3 separate regions of the Sus scrofa genome follow, and regions 1 and 3 are each linked to region 2. The links are chromatin contacts, called in public HiChIP or PLAC-seq maps. All regions are on one chromosome and are shown on one strand. Each heading gives the region's core, a stretch centred on a gene start, on an enhancer-like site or on the middle of the called end of the contact. The rest is flanking DNA. Distances are from core to core; before and after follow the strand shown. Region 1 overlaps LOC106505879 (a long non-coding RNA gene). Region 2 has its middle 140 kb from the start of GADD45G. Region 3 overlaps LOC106505879 (a long non-coding RNA gene).

What was found. HiChIP or PLAC-seq counts read pairs in DNA pulled down with a chosen protein or histone mark.
Region 1: an H3K27ac HiChIP or PLAC-seq map of skeletal muscle shows a contact between it and region 2, with 3 times the contacts expected there. The contact joins two enhancer-like sites. A contact is called at or near these places in 1 of 47 Hi-C or Micro-C datasets (skeletal muscle) and 1 of 2 datasets of contacts at active chromatin or transcription factors (skeletal muscle).
Region 3: an H3K27ac HiChIP or PLAC-seq map of skeletal muscle shows a contact between it and region 2. The contact joins two enhancer-like sites. A contact is called at or near these places in 5 of 47 Hi-C or Micro-C datasets (embryonic fibroblasts, fetal heart ventricle and liver) and 1 of 2 datasets of contacts at active chromatin or transcription factors (skeletal muscle).

Annotation. Positions count from the first base shown.
Region 1 is chr14:1,556,985-1,561,666 of Sscrofa11.1, forward strand. The region is part of intron 4 of LOC106505879 (a long non-coding RNA gene); the gene reads left to right. Among named protein-coding and RNA genes, the nearest start is that of GADD45G, 390 kb to the left of the region's middle. Within about 2 kb of position 3,072, at least 28 of the 83 cell types and tissues checked have an H3K27ac peak or open chromatin away from gene starts, as enhancers often do. A contact at or near this core is called in skeletal muscle, where this site is marked.
Region 2 is chr14:1,303,445-1,307,655 of Sscrofa11.1, forward strand. No RefSeq gene overlaps it. Among named protein-coding and RNA genes, the nearest start is that of GADD45G, 140 kb to the left of the region's middle. Within about 2 kb of position 1,662, at least 13 of the 83 cell types and tissues checked have an H3K27ac peak or open chromatin away from gene starts, as enhancers often do. A contact at or near this core is called in skeletal muscle, where this site is marked.
Region 3 is chr14:1,447,860-1,452,395 of Sscrofa11.1, forward strand. LOC106505879 (a long non-coding RNA gene) reads left to right here. Exons shown (of 6, transcript XR_002338446.1): 2 at 614-767. Among named protein-coding and RNA genes, the nearest start is that of GADD45G, 280 kb to the left of the region's middle. Within about 2 kb of position 1,257, at least 4 of the 83 cell types and tissues checked have an H3K27ac peak or open chromatin away from gene starts, as enhancers often do. A contact at or near this core is called in skeletal muscle, where this site is marked.

The DNA of each region.
Region 1 (4,682 bases), core at 1,822-4,321, 250 kb after region 2:
TTCTGAAGGTGAAGTGAATAATATTTTGTTGTTTTCATCAACCGCGCTGTTTACGAGTAGTTTTCTTTGAATTATTTTTTTTGGCCAGTGCATTTCATCTGTAATTCTGGGGGTGAATAATGTTCTGTTCCACCATCATTTTGGCCAGATGTTTGTTTAGCCTGGTTTGGTTTTTAAAAGCAAACTGGTTTTTATGAAGTGCCTCCTATGGACCCAGGCTGACCTGGAGGTTGTGTTTACATTACCTTCTTTGATCACTCCACAGAAGAATCACTGCAAAAATAATGAAGGATAGGAGTTCCTGTTGTGGCTCGGTGGTTAATGAACCCGACTAGTATCCATGAGGGTGCCGGTTCGATCCCTGGCTTCGCTCAGTGGGTTAAGGATCTGGAGTTGCCATGAGCTGTGGTGTAGGTGGCAGACATGATTCGGATCCCGAGTTGCTATGGCTGTGGTGTAGGCTGGCAGCTATAGCTTGGATTCAACCCCTAGCCTGGGAACCTCCATGTGCCGCAGATGCAGCCCTAAAGAAAAAAAAAAATTAAAATTAAAATTAAAAAAATTTGAAAAAAAAGTCAAAGATAATGAAGGATAAATAGTAGTTTTTAATTAATCTTTTTCCAGAAAAAAGTAATTTCTTACCTGATTTGTGGCTACAGGGTGCATTAGAGCAATGAAACTTTACTAGAATGTATAGGTTATCTCTAAACATTTTAGCTGGCATCTGTTCTGACTTTTGGGACTTTAAGTATCTTGCATGGAAGGAAAACACAGACAGCAAATTCTTATGCCTGGATTCAAAGAACTGTCACCGAGAATGAATTGCGTTCTCTTCAACTTTGTGTCCTTTGTGTTCTCCCAATCATTATGCTTTCCCTTTCAACCCTAACCGGGTTGAAATTCGCTTTCCCACATTACACCTTTAGTCAATATTTGAAGGCTTATTTGTGTAAATATCAGGAACTGTCACACTCTCTGCAACCAAAAACCCAACACCCCAATGCATCATGATAAACAGTCATTGGCCAAAATAACAAACCAGCTTCCTGGAAACTGCTTGCTCAGAACCAGCAAGAAAAGCCCTGGAATTATTAGCTTGACCTCTGCCTCCTCAAATGCACACAGCCTGACCTTCCAAGATCAAACATTGTAGCAAATATGCCCATCACCTCCTAATCCTCCTGCCTGTCACAGCTCCCCATTATCCCCAGAGAAGCCTGGGCCAAATATGGGTTATGTCAGAAGGGGGTTGAGTGCAACCTCCCCGTTTTTCCACCACTGAGTTACTGGAAGGGAACCATCCCCTTCCCCCGGATGTTCTGATGGGTTGAGTTTGGCTTCAATTTGGCTTAACCAATGTAAATTAAAATAGAGACTTAAAAAGGTAATAAAATACCTCATTTTCCTGTATGGAGCTGAGTGTGCACAGGGAAGAAGGAATAATTTAATTAAAAGTCAGAGACTTAGAGTTCCTGTTGTGGCTCAGTGGGTTAAGGATCTGACATAGTCTCCATGAGGTTAGTTTCAATTGCTGGCCTCGCTCAGTAGGTTAAGGATCTGGAGTTGCTGCGAGCTGCAGCCTAGGTTGCAAATGTGGCTTGGATCTGGTGTTGCCATGGCTGTGGTGTAGGCTGCAACCGCAGCTGTGATTTTACCCCTAACCTGGTCGATTCCAGATGCTGCAGGTTCGGCTGTAAAAAGGAAAAAATTCAGAGCCTTTTTAGTGTTACTATTAATGAAATCATAGTAACAATAATAAGGATAGGCCTGTGTAAGAATGACAAGGCTGCCCTGTCATTTGCTCTGGGTTGCATATTTCTGATAATCTAGAAGCCAAAGGAATGGGCACCTCTCTGGAGGGTCCCAGGCAGCAGAGTGAAACCCTGACATCCAGGTATCAGGGTATCACTACGTGTTTTTCATTACTTGTGAACCTGGTGGGCTGTGGTTGGGATCATTTTTTGCAGGGTCTTGCCTAGTGGTTCTTTCTGACCCTGGGGCCACGCTGTAGGGTTTTCTATGTCTGCATTCAAGCAGCAGAGGAGATACTTAAAATACAGGCTTTTATCCTTCACAGAGATGATCCATCTTTGCAAAACAGCCCTGGGTTTTCTTGCAACACACTCGGAAGTGGCTCCAAGACTCTGTTACAGAAGAAATTCTTTAGTAGAACTTTTTCATTCGGAATTATCTAACCAAAGTTCTGACAATGGTGGAAAGGATAAAAATAATTACTCTGGATCCCAAGACAAGCTGAACATCTGGGTTATTACCATTGGTTTGGGTCCAATACCAACTTCCTTGCCCCCCCACCCCCATTCAGAACCCTTTGATTTGTATGCTCCTTGCTGGGAGAGATGGAAAATGCCAAGTGCCTAAATGCTTAGCTATTTCATTCCAGGATGCATTCCTTTCCTTCTAGTCACTGATGCCAAAGGAAAGTGGGAAGGATAGACTTGCAGCCTCCAATGGGGATGCAGTCCAGAGATTGAATTGGTAACTGTTCTGCACTTACAATGAACATCGTTGCCATAGAAACCCAGCAACAAGACAACTGAGAATCTGGTTGACTGAGACAAATAAATGTTTTCCTCTCATGGCTTGCAGGGAGCCTGATAAATTCTGCCTGGTTCCTCTCTGCTGGGGTGGCAGGAGCTGTATCAAAATTCTTTTACTGCCCTATCCTCATGTGTCAGACTGACAAGGACCCCTGTGTATGTTGATACAAGCCGGCTACATGACAGTATCCCACAGCTGCAGTCTGATTGCACCTGCTTATTTGCAACAGGTGCTGTGTTTTAAGACCCAAACCCCAGAACCTGGATTTTCAGGGGGGGCAGCTGCTGAATTTTTGGTTGGCTATTTTTCCTCCATGGAGCAGTGGCCCTCTAGAGAAATTGGAGCATCTGAAACCTTATCCTCACCTAAAGAACACTGTCAGGATTTTCCTTTTGCTGGGCCTCCAGGGCCGCAAAGAAGGATAAGAAAAGGATTTGGGCCACTTGCCTCAGCTTTGAAACCAGAACGCCAAACCAACCAGGCCAGCATGTGAGCTGCTGGCATTTCAGGAATGTACACGCTAAGAATCTAAGTGTCGAATGCATTTGACTAGTGAATGTGTGTTTACCCTAGTTGGCAACGTTCAGGTCACAAAACGAAAGTGGCAACTGGAACCTTGCCTTTTCTGCTCAACTTTGCATAACAGGGTGCATCAGCTTAAAAATGTCAACAGCGAACACTCCCATACAAATCTATTCCCAAGAAAAATACTGTGGGCAGTTTCTATTCTGGGAGAAACTTCTGGGGAAGAAAAACCTCATTTGGGTGCTATCCATCATGCTATTTAAGTCAAGGGAGATGTTTTAAGAGCAAAAATGCAGCATTTTGTAACATTTCTACCTACTCAAAACGCAGATGCTCCCGCAAAGTCTTGAAGGTTGCTTGTGACCCAGGCTCACGGGGCTGGTTCTTGAGGCTTTTTGACAAGGGGGCTATTTATGCCATTGAGGGATGGCAAAATATATGGTTTCTTTTTTCAGAGGTAAAAATGCCACAAAAATCATGGAAAACCAAGAAAGCACAGGAAAGTAACTAAGTAAAGAGTATGCATAATCGATCTGTGATCTCTCCACATAAAAATAATGATTCTACGTATTCGGGGGTGTTAACTCCTCTGAGGGAAGAGACTTAGGGATCATGATGAACCTCCCGGCTGAGCTGTGGTGACAGCCAGGGTCAGAAAAAGAGAGAGCGGCTCAGCTGGGTATTTCACAGTCAGCAGAGGTGAGGCCATTGTCAAGGTCCCTTGGTGAGGCCAAGTGTATGAAGGCTTTTAACAGAGGAGACTAAAAAAAGTCACAATGAGGGGGTTCCTGTGAACTTTCCCTCTAGGAGGGAACCTGTGGCCAAAATTGTTCAATAATGCTGGTTAACAAGGAGACGTAGGTTTCGTTTCCATGTGGTTTCTGGGAGCACTTTCCCCCACATCTCATGAGCAGCCCTGGGAGATGCCGCTGGTGACCTCAGGGTACCTCTTGATGTACCAGCTGTGTCCCTTCTTATTTTGCAAGGGCTGCTGCTGCCTCAGCAACTCTGCACGGCAGCCTGGTGTAGGCTGCTCAGGTTCTTCTCACTGCCATGCACAGCACGGCTGTTTTTCACGTCTCCTGTGACTCAGAGGATCCCAGTGTTACATAAACACGCCCGAGTGTGTCCTATGCGCGGGTTTGCAGCTCTCGTGGTTCGTGTCTCTTTCCTTGCCCAAATCAGAATTAAAGGATTTTTTGTTAAATGATACGCTGCTTGAGGTTCTCTATGCGGGAAAGTAGAAATGTGGCTGGGTCACATCAAGCGGCAGGACTGCCTGTCGCCTTGGTGTTAGTCGCCTCTGAGTGGTGAGCTCTCCCGTCTCACCAGACCTTTGCCAGAGCCTCTATTTTAGGTGTGTCTTGTGTTCACTTCTTGGCAGCATATTCAGTTAGGATATTCATAGCAAGCTGCTGAGTGCTGAAGAAAATCAACAACAGGTTTCTTTGAAAAGCTCGTAAAGATCTGTGATAATGTGTTTGTTCAATGCGTAGACCGAAATGAGGAGGCACTAACTGTGGACACGATTACAGCCAAATGCAATAAAAACTGAGTTGTACCATGTACAGTGGTCTGGAGGTCAGGATCCTTTTGAT
Region 2 (4,211 bases), core at 412-2,911:
CCATCTATTCCATGTATAGTCGTGTGTATATATTAGTCCCACCCCCCAATTTATCCCCTTTGGTAAACATAAGTTTGGTTTCAAAAATCTTTCCGTCTGTTTCTCTTTTGTAAGTTCTATTGTATCATTTCTATTAGGTTCCACATATTAGTGACTTCATATGATACTTGTCTTTCTCTGTCTGACTTAGTATGACAATTTCTAGGTCCATCCATGTTGCTGCAAGTAGCACTATTTCAAGCTTTGTATGGCTGGGTAGTATTCCTTTGTATAAACACACCACGTCTTCTTTATCCAATCCTCTGATGATGGACATCTTGGTTGCTTCCACGTCTCAGCTGTTGTACCAGGCCTGCAATGAACACTGCGGTGTATGTACCTTTTTGACTTATGGTTTTCTCCAGGTAGATGCTTTGCTGAAACCCATTGGGGAGTTCAGGCCTTTTGAGCACAGGCTGCCCTGGACATAGAAATGCTTCACTTTTTCCTTCCCCACAACCTGGTGTCAATAGATTGGCTTAACTTCGAGCTGCCCCTAGTTTGGTTTGGGAACAGTGTAGCTCTGAAGAGCTATGCATCTCGAACTTTAATGTTTACCCATTTTCTTGACTGTGGCCTCTTTGCAGGGCGGGTGCAGAATCTTGATCCTGGCTGTTCCTTATGAACCACGTACTCAGGCTCAGCTGCCGAGAGTGTGGGAGGGTGTGTCGTGCCTGCTGGAGCCCAGACACTCACAATTCCAGCGACCTGATGCTGAATCACCATCTACTTGACAATTAGTGGCATAAAACAAGCCCTATTTCACCGCATGCATGCATTCGGAGGCCAGGAGTTCAGGTTGGCTCTGGGGGAAGATCCACCCCATGGGATGACGGGGCAGATGGGGGCTGGGTCCCCCGGATGTGCTTCTCTCACAGACCCAGGCCTGGGCCAGCCCGGGGGCTGCTGACTGGGGCCCCTCTGAGTGCTCTGAGCTTCCTCCCAGCATGGTGGCCTCAGGGCAGTTAAGCTTCTCCCGGGGTGACCTGAACGTTTTTGAGGAGGAAACTGTGCACCAGGTGGCCAATGCATGGCTGTTGTGTGCAGCCTCAGAGGGCACCACAGGCTTGGAGAGGGAGCAGCCGAGACTCCAAGGGAGGCACAAGGACCCACCCTCAGTGAGGAAGGGCAGACATCGCATTGACTAATGTGCTTCTCTCAGGATGAAAATGTTTCCACATGGAAAAAACTGCATCCTGGCCTCAGACGTGCAGGGACTGGAGTGAATGAGGTGCCAAAGGCCACTAACCCTCTGGGTCTCAGGCTCCCCATCTGGGCAGCCAGGGTGATGTGACGGTCACTTGGTGAGGGTGGAATTCATACCCCACACCAGACCCCCTTCCCCGTGGGCTGCGGGGCTGCTGCCACGGCTGTCAGCCCCCAGGCCCCCACCGCTGCTCCTGTCTGCCGCAGATACTGCTCTCGATTTTGGTGTGAGGAATTCGCCCAGGCCTGGGTGGAGCCGGGGGGCTGCCGCGGAAAGCAGCTGCGGAGAAAGTCAGCCCTGGACCACTTCCAACTATGACAAGAATGTCAGCCTGTGTCTCTTTCAGCCGGGATGGGCGAAACAGCCATTTTTAGCAACCATGCGGTCCCAACCTAGCTGCTGCCAAGCTGCTGGGCTGGGTAGCTCTGGAATTTGCCTGATCTGAATTGCACTACACGAGGAGGCAGGAAAGGGGGGGAGGCAGTTAGACTCTGCACATCTCTGAGAAGGTTTGGCTGGGTCCAGAAAGGAAAGGCAGGCAGACAGGAACATGCCCTCAGAGCCTGGACGCCTTTTGTGGGAAAACTCTAATTTTGTGCCATCCAGCAGGGGTGGGGGTGGTTCCTTGAAGGCATGTCAGTCTCCTTAAATGGATCCCAGGGCCTATTCAGAAGCCTGAGAGCTGGGGTGGGGTGAGGTCTTCCTGCTGCGTAAGGAAGGTTTGTGGCCCTGCCTATGTTACCTACTACTGACCCCTGTCCAGACGTCTCCTCCCAGGTCTAGCCTGAATGGTGCAGGTTCTGCAAAGACACACAGGAGAGGGTTTTAAATGTGCCATCAGAAGAGATCCCGTTCCGACTCAGCGGAAATGAACCCAACTAGTATCCGTCAGGATGTGTGTTCGATCCCTGGCCTCACTCACTGGGTTAGGTGTTGCCCAGAGCTTTGGTGTAGGTTGCAGATGTAGCTCGGATCCCACATTGCTGTGGCTGTGGTATAGGCCAGCAGCTGCAGCTCTGATTCGACCCCTAGCCTGGGAACTTCCATGTGCCGCAGGTGCAGCCCTAAAAAAAGTGAAAAAAAAAAAAAAATGTGCCATCAGATGTCTGGCCCCACTTCCAACATCGACGTGTTTTTGCCGTTTTCCCAGCTGTTCTGTTAAGGGATGGACCTTGGGGACCCCAGGTGCTGGAAGAGGCCACTCAGGGAGAGGACAAGGCTGGGCCTTGGCTTAGACCTCGACCAGTACCTGCTGGCCATCTGGTAGGGACTTTCAGAGTCCTCCCTTTTGAAGGAGAAGGGGAAATTACAGCCACCTCTGCAAGCTGGAACCCCCAGGAGGTCAGGGGTGTATGTTCAGTGTCACCTGCAGTCCAGCCCCCAGCAGAGAGCGGACTGCTATGGAGGAAGCAGAGGGCTGACTGGCCACTCTCTAAAAGCCAACGAGGGCTTGTGTGGTCCAGAGTCACACGGAGGCCCTGCATCCCACAGGGAGGTCACTGACCATTGGGACCTACTGGCCTTGGCACATGCCAACCCTCTTGGAATTTCCCCTCCTCCTTCTCCACCTATTGCAGAATTGGTTTTCTTCCAAAATGCCTCAGTAATCCCTCTCCCTGAAGCCCCCCAGGAGAGCCCCCAGGAAGGGCTCCTTGCTGGAGCAGACCCCCTAGGGCCTGTGCACGCCCTGGACATTGCCTATTTGTGGAATCCAGCCCCTTCAGCTGCCTGCATTGGCATCTCCATGCCCAGAGGCTTTTTATAGAACTGCCACAGCTTGCTCACTTTGAGCGCCCAGCAGGCTGAAGTGCCTGAGTCAACAGCCCCAGGACCTCAGCGCTGGGACTGATCCAGCCTCTCAGAGTGGATCGAAAGCCTCCAACTCCTTCACTCTCAGGGTGGGCTGGGGTGGGGGGTATGTTTTGCACCAGAGGGGCTACAAACCCTGGTGTGTGGGTGGGTGCAGAGCTGTGAACTGTTACTGCACCACTAAGAGGTCAATACAGAACTCGAGAGTGAGTGCAAACTTCTAGAGCAACATGACGTAGGGATCACGTGCAAAGCTCACAGTCATCGTTCCAGCAACGCATCTCACAGTGGGGCCAGCAGCGCATTGGACGTGAACAGGAGACCCTGGTCCTTCACTGCCCTGGGGAGTTTGAGGACACGGTTTGCCATGTTGTCCAGAAGTCCACTGCAGGAGCGAGCGCCCGTGCAATGGCTGTCCTTGGGTCCCCGCGCATTTGCTGTCACCTGTCATGCCACTTTCCCACAGGGCTTGTGAGGGCTTTCTGCGCAGAGCAGAGCCCTCTGAGGCTGGACCTGTGCCTCGCTAGCACCTGGCCTTGTCAGGGCCCCCGAGGTGGAAAGTAGCAGAAAGTTGGTCACTCCATCAAGACTCACTACTTGGTCCTGAAAATACAAGGGACCTGTTGGTACCCAGCTGCTTTCCAGGGTATATGTTGGGGTGTAAAGCAGCTGGCTTATTCCTGCTGGACCCCATCACACTCAGAAGGGGGGCTGAACCAGGACAGAAGCCCCGGAGGGCTCCAGAAAGCATGGGTGGGGGAAGGAGGCCCAGGAGGGGGGGGGATATCGCATCTTTGTTTAGGGAACAGGCTGCCCATTTCTCATAGAAAAGGAAAAGAAAAAAAAAAAAAAGAAAAAGAAAAAGAAAGGATGGCTCCAGAGAGAGTGATAATCAGCGAAGTAAACAGTGCTCATGAATAGCGGGGCAGCCTCTGGAAGGTCATGGCTCTTTTGAGAACCTGCTGAAAACTGTGTACTCTGTTCTGGGAGATGCGCACACATTCACCCACAGGCACATGATGCACCCCATGCGTGCGATTGCCAAAGGGTCTTGACAACCAGAAGCATTTCCCTGATTTCTAGGTTTAAAGGGACCTATTTTATTTTATTTTATTTTAATTTTTTGCTTTTTAGGGCCGTAGCCATGGCATATGGA
Region 3 (4,536 bases), core at 7-2,506, 140 kb after region 2:
TAACCTCCCTTCATCTTTCTTTGAGGAACTTAGCGCTACCTGATGTGAGTACAGCTGGGCGATTTTTGCTGTGATCTGTCTCCACCATTTGATTATCAACTCTGCCTGCGAAGGGACATGGTCCCGTTCCCTGCCGTCAGCCTAGCAGCTAAGCATGATGTCTGGGGCACAGTAGATGCTTAACTAATAGTTTTTGTTTTTGCTTTGTATTTTTTGGGGCTGCATCCACAGCATATGGAAGTTTTCAGGCTGGGGTTGAATCGGAACTACAGCTGCCGGTCTACGCCACAGCCTCAGCAACTCGGGATCCAAGCCACACCTGCAACCCACCCCACAGCTCATGGCAACACCGGATCCTTAAGCCCCTGAGCAAGACCAGAGATCTAACTTGCATCCTCATGGATACTAGGTGGGTTCCTTACCTCCGAGCCACAACAGGAATTCCAATAGTTGTTAATTTTGAAGGAATGAATGAAAAATGAAATTGATAGCCATCCTTTATCATGGAACAATGGTGAGATCAAGTAAAATAATCCCAAACCAATGCCCAGAACATAGTTAGCCCTCAATAAATGCTAGGTATCAGACTGTTTCACTTTCTCTGAATTTTCAGGCCATTCGTGACTCTTGAAACGTTTAAATATGTCATCCTAGAAAAGAAACATACCCTGTGTTCCCCAGTGAGTGAGCATTTCTGAGATGGCATCATGGTTCTTTTAAAAGCTGAAAATGATCAAGTGCCCTGAGAAGACATGAGTGGATAGAAGGTATGATTGCAGTTTCCAAAAGCATGCTCAGCCTGGGAGCCTGAGGGATTTCAGTGCAGTTGGCATGCTTTCACTTTCTGTGGTCATGAGATCTTCATACTTCAGAGTTCACAGTGCTTTCTGAATACCAAAGGCAAAAGATATTTCGAGTATGTGTTGAATGGTTTCAAATCCACAGATTCTTTGGGGTCCCCTTTGTTCAGTTTTAGAGTGCTCCCAGCTCCCTATTTGGAAAGGATTTGGAGAAAGGAGTCCCTGGATGCCGGGAGCTCCTAGATGTCACCGGAGAAATATTTCTCTCTTGTGACAGCTTAATAATAGAAGCACTTTGCATTCACACATTCATGCTAAACTTAACTATGTGGTCATGGCTTGGTCTCGGAAGATGAGGTATTTTACCTGTGAAGGAGCAGGGTAGAAACGAAGCTATCTGAGGAATGCATGTGAGGTGGCCCAGCACACTCCTGGTACTCTTGGTGGGAACATTTGGTCCCACTCATTATCAGGCCAAACCGTGTCTTAAAATAGGCTTACCATGTGGTCCTCTAAACTAGGAGAGAGTCAATCTAAGCAGCTGAGACCGAAAATATTTCTCAGGTTGATCTTTTGAATCGGTGTGGTGGACAAACTTTATGGCAGAGTACCAGAATGTTGCCTGCATCCTGTTACTATGGAAACAATCATCCAACTACATAGTCTCTGCATATTTATGTGTGGGTGTCAGCCTTGGGGACAAAACCAACTATTTGCTTTTACTTCGCCCTGCTAGAACTTTTGAAAAGAGTATTCCTGGAGTTCCCGTTGTGGCTCAGCAGAAATGAATCTGACTAGCATCCATGAAGACGAGAGTTTGGTCCCCGGCCTCACTCAGCGGGTTAAGGATCTGGCGCTGCCATGTGCTGTGGTGGTGTGGGTTGCAGACATGGCTCAGACCTGATGTTGCTGTGGCTGTGGCATAGGTCTGAGGCTACAGCTCTGATTCAAGCCCTAGCCTGGGAACTTCCATATGCTGTGGGTACGACCCTAAAAAAAGCAAAAAAGAAAAAAAAATCCTAAACCATTTAGAAAATATACTTCTTTCTTTTCCCTTTATTCTTCAGTATTTTTTTTTTTTTTTGCCTGTTTGCCCCTGTCATCCTGTTCCCCAGGTTTCATATATGTTTGGTATTGACTTATCTCCCATGTGCTGGGCACCTGTGCTAAGCACTTCCATGTTTTGTTGCTGCTGATTTTCTTGGGAGGTATATGAAGTCAGTTTTACTAAGTGCATTTTACAAATGTGGACAGTGAGGCTTTCCTGCTCTTCCTCATCTGGGAAGGATAAGAACCAGTGATGCCACTCAGGTCTCTGATGTTGGAAGGCTCGTTCACAGCCTCACTTCTATGGGACCTTCTGGAGAAGTAACGGGAGGCCCTCAGGACTCAGGTGTCCTGCCTGGACGACATCCACAGCCCACTTCCAGGAGGCTGAATGTCGACACCAGCCGGGGGAGCTGCTTCCCTGGCCAGCCCTCTCCTCTTCCTCCTGTGTCGCAAGGACATGCCCCCAGGCTCCTGGAACCAGGGCATATCAGAGTTTATTTTGCAGTTGCACTTTGGGGAATTATGGGATGCCCGAGGCAGTTCCTGGAAATTGATTTTCAGGAGTGCAGCTGTGCCAGTGAGTGGACTTTGGGTGGGGGGAATGTTGGTATTGCGGCGGGGTGTCCCAGGCTCCCTAGAAATGGAAGAGCATCCTTAGGAAAGCTGATCCCACCCAGGGTCAAGAAGGGTCAGGACGGCTCAAACCTAACGATGCTATAGGTCAGGGAGGGAGGAGCACTGTGTCTCCCAGGCCCTGGTTTTCCTTTGGGGTGGAACCAAGCCCTAAAGACACCGTGAAACTGGGTTTGGGGAGAGAGCAGGGTGTCTTCTCCTTAGTGGGAAGAAGGTTGGTCAGGATCCTTATTGCAAGTGCTAGGTCAGGCCGATGATTTGGCCAATACCTTTCACACTCATTTGAGTTTCAAATGGTGTCTTAGAACATGGAAAGTTCAGCCAATGTCACTGTGTTTCAGAGGCCAGAAAGGCAGTGGTCAGCATACAGATGATCATGGGGATAGTGGGTTCTCTATACTTAGTGGGACAGAGTTTCAAAAACACATCCTGTGGACCAAAACCCCTGGGGGCACTGGGGCAGTTGGGAAAAGGGAGATGATGGCTAAAGCCATCCTTACTGTGGTCTTGCTGGGCGAAAGGGCTGAATGTTAGCTTGATGAATTTTATTGGATCATTCAAGGAGTCTCCAGGGCTTGACGTCACCAGACCTTCTGTTCCATGAGGGAGGCTCACCCATTCATCCAACAAATATAGCTTGGTCCATGTGCCATGGTTGCAGGTGCTACATGCTGTGTGCCATGCAGAGTTGTGGGTGCTGGAGACACAGCTTTGAGCAGAACAGTCCCTTCCAGAAACATTTTAGGCTTTGGGGGCTTGTGTGGTTGCAGCTACTCAGCTCTGCAGAAGCATCCACAGACATGGCACTCAGGCAGTGGGGTGGCCGCACCCTGGCACACATTCATCTATCAAACCAGGTGGCCAGCCTGTCTGTAGGATGACCCTTGCCCAGGGTCAAGTTCTGCCAAGTTCATTTTTTTCTCAATGCCTTTTGCAGAATATCTCTACTCCTGAGCTGATTTTAGAGGATCCTGCCCCAATCCTTGTCACCTCATCACTTTGCAGGAGAGGTCAGGACAGCAGGGTGTGCTGCCGGAAGACACCCCCTGTTATGGGCTGAGTCATGTCCCCCCAGCTGCTGTGTCAAAGTCCTAACAGACTGTGACTGTGCTGGGAGACAGGGCCTTTAAGAAGTGATGAAGTGAAGTGAGGCCGTTAGGCTGGTCCCTAAGCCAATGTGGCTGGTGAACATATAAGAAGAAGAGATTAGGGCACAGACACACATGGAGGGAAGACCATGTGGGGACAGAGGGAGGAGGCAGCTGTCGACAAGCCAAGGAGAGAGGCCCTGGGAGGAACTAGCCCTTGCTAACGAACACATTGGTCTTGGGCTTCCTGCCTGCAGAACGGTGAGAAAATAGGCTGATGCTATTTAAACCATCCAGTCTGCAGCCCTGTTGTGGCAGCCCAAACTAGCAGACCTGCCTTATCTCAGGTGCCGCACACTCCAGACGGTCAGGGCAGAATGCAGGTGAGACACTCATCACCAGGCGGTCCTTCCGAGCGAGGAAGCCCCAGTGTTCCTTCCTCTTCCTCTTTCCTTCAGGGCCCTGGATGGATGCTCTGCTAGCTTATCATCTCCTTCTGAGAAAGTGATGCCTGGATGGTGAAAAGAAACAGTTTAGAGAGAAAGAGTTTGTAGAGATGAGGATAAAAGGAAACCATCCCTCCCAGCCTCCGTGAGGTGGAAAATAGGCATTAAAATCCGGGTGCAAAATGAAACCCTTATATTTTTCACTGGGGTCACTTTCTCAAGGAACGCCCTGGGCTGGGGGAGAGCCTCAGACATTGCTCCGGTAGGGGGGTGGGCAGACATCCTGCAGGAGAAGCCCTGGAGCTGGGTCTTGGCGTCAGAGAATCTGATTGCCCCCAATCTGGAGTCATTAGAGACGCAAACAGCTGGCCATTGAGTTTTCTGCTGTGTGGGCCTCCAGCCCAGGCATTCCTTGAGAGCAGTGTAGTAGCCCTCTCAAGGACAAATATCTATTCAGTGCCTCCAGGGTTACCAAGTTTGAGAATCGAATTTATAAGCTGTTCCTGTAAGTAGAAGTTC